2 separate regions of the Sus scrofa genome follow, and region 1 is linked to region 2. A link is a contact called in public HiChIP or PLAC-seq data. All regions are on one chromosome and are shown on one strand. The core of a region is the stretch at or near the end of the contact, and the rest is flanking DNA. Distances in the headings are between cores, read along the strand shown.

Region 1 (3,966 bases), core at 1,304-3,803, 97 kb before region 2:
TGGAACTAGAGAATCTCATACTGAGTGAAATGAGCCAGAAAGACAAAGACAAATGCCATATGATATCACTTATAACTGGAATCTAATATCCAGCACAAATGAACATCTCCTCAGAAAAGAAAATCATGGACTTGGAGAAGAGACTTGTGGTTGCCTGATGGGAGGGGGAGGGAGTGGGAGGGATCGGGAGCTTGGGCTTATCAGACACAACCTAGAATAGATTTATAAGGAGATCCTGCTGAATAGCATTGAGAACTATGTCTAGATACTCATGTTGCAACAGAAGAAAGGTGGGGAAAAAACTGTAACTGCAATGTATACATCTAAGGATGACCTGACCCCTTGCTGTACAGTGGGAAAATAATAAAAAAAAAAAAAAAAAAGAATTGACGAATAAAGTGACTTATTTATTTAAAAAAAAATAATAATAATAATAAAATGCCACCTGTTCACTTGATGGACATCCACCCTGTGTGCCACCTTGGAAACCAGGCCCATAAGGATGCTGAGGCTGTGGCCTCACCTTCAAAGAGCCCACAGTCAATCGCAACTCAGATTGAGTTCTGGGTTCCATGCGAACATGGAGCAGGCACACTGAACTCAGCCTGGGGAGACTCCGGAAGGATTCCTGTGAGAGGTCACACCTCCTAAAGCTGGCTCCCGAAGGAACACCAGGGCTTTGTCAGGCAAGATCCTGGACAAGAGTTTTCCAGGTAACTGGAAGTTTTCCAGGTAAAAGGAAGAATGGATATGGCTTGAAGCAAACCATATCTAATTTTGTATGGCTGGAGACCATGAGGGTGGAGCGTGGCCAGAGATAAAGTTAGGATGCTGTGCTAATGAGCTTAGAGACACAAAAGGGAGGCACAGGAAGAGCTGAAGGTGGGGATGGGACAAACAGATTTACCGTGTTCATCATTGGGGGAAAGGTCATTTTAGAGAAATAATGCATGCAAGAAATCGTACCTGTTATTTCTTTTATAAAGTATTAGGAGTACAAAGAAGAGGCGTCAGTGATTGCAAATAACACCCCAGAAGTCTTGGCTTTAAGTGATTTTTCAAGCCAGGGGTTGCACCGGTCTAAGCTGACTGCAACATGAACCTTCCAATGCCCGCCTGACCTAATCGCAAGTTCAACACTGCAATGGTTTCCTGACTATAAATCCAACCAAATTAAAAGTTCAAACTCCATCAGGGTTTTATTGGTGTCACCCGGGATTCCTTCCCCTCCACTGACGATGAAGTTGAAGGTCATCTAGCAGGGCTGGAACTGACATCAGGAAGGGGAAGAGCCGAGGATGGAGCGACCCTGCCCCGGGGGTCTGGGGAACATGGAAACTATCACCGTGCTCTTTCATACAAGCAGTCCTGATCCTCAGCCCTCTCTGCGCTGGCCTTCACTGGACTCCAAACACCATCATGACTGCGAATGCCAGAAATGCCGAAGCCCCCACGAAGGACCCCAGTAGAGGAAGTTTATTGAGAATTAGAAACAGCAGTTGAACAAGGTCTTTATTATTCTTTATTATTCCCCACCAAGAATAAAGATTTATAAAGTGCTAAAATATTTCCTAAGTGGGAGTTCCCGTTGTGGCTCAGCAGTAACAAACCTGACTAGTACCAAGAGAACACGGGTTCGACCCCAGCCTCGCTCAGTGGGTTAAGGATCTGGCATTGCTATGAGCTGTGGTACAAGTCACAGATGAGGCTCAGATTCTGTGTTGCTGTGGCTGTGGTGTAGTTAGATGTGGCTCTGATTTGACCCCTAGCCTGGGAACTTCCATATGCCACAGGTGTGGCCCTAAAAGACCCCAAAAACACAAATTCCCATGTGCCTAGAGGCCAATTTATGGGGAGACTGACTTGCAAAGCCCCTTTCCAACTTTCAGACACAACCAGGAGGAATCACTCTGCGAGGTATTTGGAATGAGCACATCTTGTGAGAGAGGCACTAGCTACTCAGACACACACGGAACAGTGGCACCAGGAGGCTGTTCAATGAGAACATCTTTCCAAGTTCCTGGAAGGAATCCCATGTTGCCTGTCTCTTTATAATCAGCCCTGGCCCCGACATCAAACTCTGAGAGCAGCTGTACCTCCTCCCTCTACCAGGGAAATGCTTCTTCACGGGCTACAGCGCCAAAGGAAAGGCCTGGAAAGCCTCATCCTCTGCTGTGAGTCAGGGCAAGCTGGGAAGACAGCTGGACAGTATGTTCCAAACAGATCATGTTGAAAGGAAACAGATGATGATCCACATTAAAGGAATTTGGTGAGGACTTGAACTCAAGGCAAGACAGAGAAGCCCAGGATTCAGACCGTATGAAATCAGGAAGAAAAGAAAAAGAAAAAGACACCCACTGCCATTTTCACACGCTAGGAATGCACCCACATGTACCATGGTGAAGATGGAAGTGGAAGTTTCTTCCTCTCTTTATAAACTAAAAAAAAATTACTCCTAGTGATCTTTCTTTTATGAAGATCACGTGCTGATTTAAGACTGTGTTTTCACAGTGGGCTCTGGCCTGGAATGTTTCTTGCTGTGCTGACTGCTTTCGTGGATGATTGTCAGTTCCAAAAGCAACAGGAAACAGCAAACGATGACCCTCCTCCACTGGGTTTTGAGGTCAACTCACAGATAAAAGCAACAATATTTTTAAGAGGGATAAGATGCAAAAAGGCATGATCAAACTTCTGTTCATTTAAAGCAAGCCATAAAAGCTGGCAGACATGACTTAAGCTGCACACTGGCCTCCAGAGAGGTCTCTGGACAAAGTCAGACATACTTAACTCAACCTCAGCTTAATTCTTGCTGCATCAACTCTTGTCAAGAAGCCAAGGAAGGAAAAACACACGCCAGGGGCCATTCTGTAGGCACAGGGACCCTTCCAGAGTATCAAGTGTTAGGGAAACATTAAATTAGAAATTTGGGGAGTTCTCGTCGTGGTGCAGCAGAAATGAATCTGACTAGGAGCCATGAGGTTGTAGGTTCAATCCCTGGCCTCGCTCAGTGGGTTAAGGATCTGGCGTTGCTGTGGCTGTGGTGTAGGCCGGCAGCTGAAGCTGTGATTAGACCCCTAGCCTGGGAACCTCCGTATGCCTTGGGTGTGGCCCTACAAAAAAAAAAAAAAAAAAAAGAAAGAAAAGAAAAAAAAGAAAGAAATTTGGAGAAGCAACATGCAGCCCCAAGTAAAAAGAAATACCAAAGAGGCTTATATATATATTTTTTGCTTTTTAGGGCTGACTAAAAAAGGTTCCCAGGATAGGGGTCAAATTGGAGCTACAGCCGCTAGCCACAGCCACGGCAATGAGGGAACCGAGCTGGGCAGAGTCCTTGGCTTAAGTCAGCATCTTTATGTTAAGTTAAGGAAATGAGGTGAAATGTTGAGGGGGAGGCTGTGCCAAAGTGTCAGGCACTTGATCAACAGTGATGCAGCGGAAAACTGAGAAATGTCTGTAAAAGTTCAGCCTGATTTGCTGGAGGCCTCTGACAATCTGAGCAAGGTCCAATGGCGGGTAAAGAGACCCAACTTATCATAATGTTACAGGTCAAAGAGACAACACTTCAACCTGAAAACTGTCTTGGAAACAGACTCAACTCTCATGGACAGTATTTGCCAGCATGCCTGTGACCCTCCTATCACCCGATGGAGAAGCCCCTGAGGCAGACACTCAAAGTATCAATTCTAGGCTCAGCAGCCAGAGGAAGAGATGTCTTTCCCTTCTGGATGGTTGAGTTTGGCCTTTATTATTCCTTAAAACTGGCTACATGAGCTTTCAGAGATAGGCGTGGACAGTTACCCTTTTTAATTTTATTTTTTGAAGACTGGCAACAAATCCCAGCTGAGATGTCCATGATTTAATGATGAGTCCTTGCAGGACTCTTCAGGGAAGGCTGGAAAGAGGGATGTTTGAGATCCCAGGCCCGCTCCAATCATCATATCCCATAAGCAACCAGATACCACACCC
Region 2 (4,397 bases), core at 754-3,253:
GGTTTGTTTCTACTGAGCCACAACGGGAACTCCCAGTCCTGTGGGGGTTTTTTCTTTTTTTTTTTTTAATGCATTTAAAAACCTACCACGGGAGTTCCCTGGTGGCCTAGCGGTTAAGGATTCCGTTGTCACTGCTGTAGCTCAGGTTGGATCCCTGTCCTGGGAACTTCCGCATGCCTTCGATGCGGCCAAAACCAAAAAAACCAAAAAAACAAAAAACAAAAACAAAAAAACAACCTATGACGGGGTCTTAGGTTTCAGCAGGCTGCGTGCGCAAGGAGCTCAGCGTCAGTCAACCCACACGGGGATTGGAGACTCTGTGGGTGGAGACTTTAAAGGACGCATTCTTCTTCCAGCTCCACGTGGGTGGGTCCCGGGCGCAGTCGCCCCAGCCAAAAGACCAGTACAGCCATTTCATGGGTAGGACAGGCTCCAGCCGCTGATGGTGCTGTTCCCCCCACTTCTGGAATGCACACAGCTTTATATGAAATCCACATGGTGTGCAGCGGCGGAAGGCAATGGCACGAAAGGACTTTACCAAGCTGACAGCGTACCCAGGCTCTGCCAGTTAGAAGGCTCCAGAGAGCGAAAAGGCTCAGGCCCGCTCCCCTTCTGGGGCCCCCATGGTGACAGTGCTGGGCTACAGGAAATTGGATCACCAGGGCGCTCTGCTTTCCCAGCCCTGAACTTTGGAGTGAAAAAAAACTCAACCAGAGAGCAGAATCATTGCCAAGACATATCCGGAGTCCACATACACAAATGCACGGGCTGTCGGTTAAATTCCCCGGGGGCGGAGAGCCGGCTTTGGCGGTCTTTTCCTGCCCCAGCACCTACTGGAGTCCCAGGGCCCGCGCGCCAGCTGCGACCTAGCTCTGGCCTTTGCCCCACGCCTGGTCCCAACCAGACCATCTCCTTTCCTTCAAAGGCAGAAGGCAAAGACAAGACGCGGACGGGCTTCCCAGCGGGCGCAGCTGCCCACAGCCGCGGGAGAGGAAATTCCGCCCGGGTCCCAGAGTGTGGGGTCGCGGGGTCCTGGAGTGAGACAGGGCGCACACGGGGTGGCGCCGACGGGGCGAGCTCCCCAGACCGGAGTGCCCCTCTCGCGACAGCGAACAGGCTGCGGGGAGGCGTCGGAGGCCCGGCGGAGGCGGAAAGCCCACGGGGGCTTGGAAACCGAGCGCCGCACCCCGCGCCCCAGAGGCTAGCTGGTCGCGCGGTCCCCGCCCACGACGCCCACGTCCGTCCGGCTTCGTTGGCGCCCCCAGCCCGCCTGGGCCTTCCTTCCGACGCCGCTTCAGCCTTCCACGCTCTCCCCCCAGATTGCTCCCACCTCCCGCCCGGGGTCGCACTCACGTAGATCGAGTGGATGTTGGATTTGTCGAAGAAGCGGAGCGCTGTGCTCAGCTCCAGGGCTGGGGAGACGAGGTCGTCCCCGGCCTCCAGCTCCAGGTCCCCGTGTCCCGGACCGAAGGGAAAGAGCTCCTGGTGGCTCAGGCAGCCCCCGGGCCCCGCCAGCAGCAGCTGCAGCAGCAGCGCCAGCGTCCACGCAGCCTGGCTCCAGCGGATTGCGGCCAACATGTTGCCGGACTGCTGTCCCGCAAACCAAGGGGTCGGCGGCCGGAGGCTGAGGAAGGCGGAGATGTAACCGGACGCCCCTCAGCAACCCCTCCACGCCTCCGGTCTCCCGAAGTTCCCACCCCGGGAAATAGGGGAGGGGAGGGGAACCGAGGGGAGATGGAGAGGCGCCCCGCCCCGTCCACAGGGCGCGCAGCAGAGGCTACCCAATGGCCGTGAGGGGGAGGGCGAGGGGAGACACAGAATCCCCTCGCCGTTGTGGCTGAAGCGCCCTCGTTCACGGCGGGGTAATGGGCACTGGTGGCCGCGGTTCCTGAAACTAACCCAGTTCCCATCGAACGGCCCCTCCCGGAGGTGGGAGCAGAGCGCTGAGCTCTTCACCATTGTCTTCGGGTCTGGGCTAAGTCATGGGGACCCGGCAACATGGAAATGCTCTGGATTCGGGGACACGCTGCTTGGCGGCGTCCGGAGGTCGGATTCCCCTCACATGGTCAGACTCTGGTAGGAAGAGGGGATAGTGGGTGCTGAGGATTAGCAAGAAGGGAGCAGGGCCATTTACTCGTCCATCCGTTCTCTTAACTCTTGAGTGGAAGTTCGGCCAGAAATAGGAGCCAACACGCAGAGACAAAGTCTTGAGTGTATGACATTATTCAATGTTATGTGGGGTGTGCTCCCTACGTGCCATTAGGACTGGAATAATTGGTCCAGGAGAGCGACTTTGGGGATATGGGAATCAAACCAGGTCTTCTGGAAGGGATAGAGTTCCACCAGGGGTCTGGGGAAGGAACTTTCTGGAAGCTGGAGGGCGTGAGCTCTGGGTGGATTCAAGGGGCCATCTCTCACTTGAGAATTTGGGGGAAGGAGTCCTGTTTGAAGTAAATCCTTTACTATCAAACCTAGGAACCTGATCTCTTCTAACACTGGCGGGAGTGTTCTTGACAAAGGAAGATAGGTGATGTAAGTGGTGTCCTGAATAATGGGTTGATCATTAACTTAGCGGTGGGTTGAAAGAAGAGGCAGAGGTCATCAGAGGACCATTGAGAGGGGAAAAAAAAGTAGTGAGGAAAGAAAAGGTGGAAACTGGGAAGAAATGAAGGGGAAAGGAGGAAAGTTTAAACTGGCTGGAAAGTTTTGAACCTGGAGGATTGCACAACCTCTCCTGCCTTTTAAAGTTGGGGAATGGGAGCTGCAACTTTGAGAGTTTGGATAGGTGTTTGATGTCAGACCTGTTAACTTGGAGGCATCAACAGGGTATCCTCCGTTGCCTCTCACCAGCTAAAATTAAGGGCCTGGGACCCAGTTTGGGATAATTTTTCTAATAATAGCAAATTCTCTATAATATTTAGGGAGCAGGAGTCCTGAACCAGGAGAAAATGTGAAGAAAAAGCCAGTGAAATGCACCATCGTTTTGCAATCACAAAGCCATCCCCCATTTATAGAAGAGGGACAGAGAGGCCCAGAGAGGTTAAATCACTTTGCTACAGTCACATAGCTGGAAGCCTGCATGGGACCCAGGGTGGTCCAGCTCTAAGATGACCTTAGCCACTACATGGTAGCCTCAGTATTGCTACATTTCTTTCTTTTGATGTTAAAGAGTGACTAATGCTGCCTGCAATCTGCTGCAAAATCCGGTGGCTTTTCCTTCATTTCTCTCCCAGAACTGCTTCGCTCAGAGCCTCCTCCGTTCAGCTCCAGAAGCACTTCTTGACTCTAGTCCGTGCGGTTAAGTATCCTCAGCTGCTGCACTGTCTGTCTCTGAGTTTCTGGGCTCCAGCTCTGCCCTTTTCCACAGAGAGAACTCCCTGCAGAGGCACATCTGCTCCTCTCTGCTCACCTGCATGGCTCCCAGGGCTCCAGTGTGTGCTCAGCCAGTTTCCTCCCGCCTGCACCCAGACACTCCCCTCCTTCCTACCCTCTGCTTGACAGCAGAGCCATCTCAGAAGCCATTGCCTGTCCTGGAATGCTCTCACCCCTCTCACGAATTCTCTGCCTTTTTAGTACTCAGATGGCTTCTGAAACTCCTATTGGTCCATGGAACTTTACTCAGCTAATGCAGAAGCAAGAGCAGTTCCCCACATAGCCTGTTCACAGTAGCCTGGAGTCCAGGCTGGCTGAGGCCTGGGCTCTGCTTTTACTACTCACCCTGTGAACCTGGGCAGGTTTCTATGACCTCCTCATTTGCAAGGGCTGTTCCTTTCTACAGTCAAAGGATTGTTATGAGAATTAAGACGATCCATGAAATACTCCTAGCACAGAGCTGAGCACAACGTTAAGTACTTGGCTAGTAGTAAAGCTGTCATTATTGGGAGTTCCTGTTGTGGCTCAGTGGTAATGAACCCGACTAGTATCCATTAGGGTTTGATCCCTGGCCTCACTCAGTGGATTAAGGATCCTGAGTTGCCATGAGCTGTGGTATAGGTTGCAAAGGAAGCTTGGATCTGGCGTTGCTGTGGCATAGGCCAGCAGCTGCAGCTCAGATTCAGCCCCTAGCCTAGGAACTTCCATACACCGCAGGTGCAGCCCTAAAAAGCAAACAAAACAAAACAAAAAAATCATTATTCTCTAAATGTATATTTTTCATGATTTGCACTATTTCCGCATTTACTAAGAATCCACTTTGAGTCAGACCCTCTATTAGGAATTCGAGATATAAAGATCATTAGCTCATAATCCCTTTTCTAGACAGACACAACATTACATAGTGGCATGTTTAACCCATACACGGATAGCAACAGTAGATGCGAATTTAATACTAGTAACGATTGCACAGCTGGTAGTTTTATAGCAAAGATAGGGGAAATGAGATTTGCAAAATTTTTGCA

The links. HiChIP or PLAC-seq counts read pairs in DNA pulled down with a chosen protein or histone mark.
Region 1: a contact with region 2 is called in an H3K27ac HiChIP or PLAC-seq map of skeletal muscle, with 5 times the contacts expected there. The contact joins the enhancer-like site here to the promoter of NID1 in region 2. A contact is called at or near these places in 3 of 47 Hi-C or Micro-C datasets (embryonic fibroblasts, heart right ventricle and mesenteric adipose tissue) and 1 of 2 datasets of contacts at active chromatin or transcription factors (skeletal muscle).

What each region holds. Positions count from the first base shown.
Region 1 is chr14:55,334,893-55,338,858 of Sscrofa11.1, reverse strand. All of the region lies in intron 15 of NID1 (nidogen-1), which reads right to left. Among named protein-coding and RNA genes, the nearest start is that of LYST, 96 kb to the left of the region's middle. Within about 2 kb of position 2,553, at least 16 of the 83 cell types and tissues checked have an H3K27ac peak or open chromatin away from gene starts, as enhancers often do. A contact at or near this core is called in skeletal muscle, where this site is marked.
Region 2 is chr14:55,236,933-55,241,329 of Sscrofa11.1, reverse strand. NID1 (nidogen-1) reads right to left here and starts at 2,003. Exons shown (of 20, transcript XM_021073758.1): 1 at 1,354-2,003. The coding sequence starts at 1,578.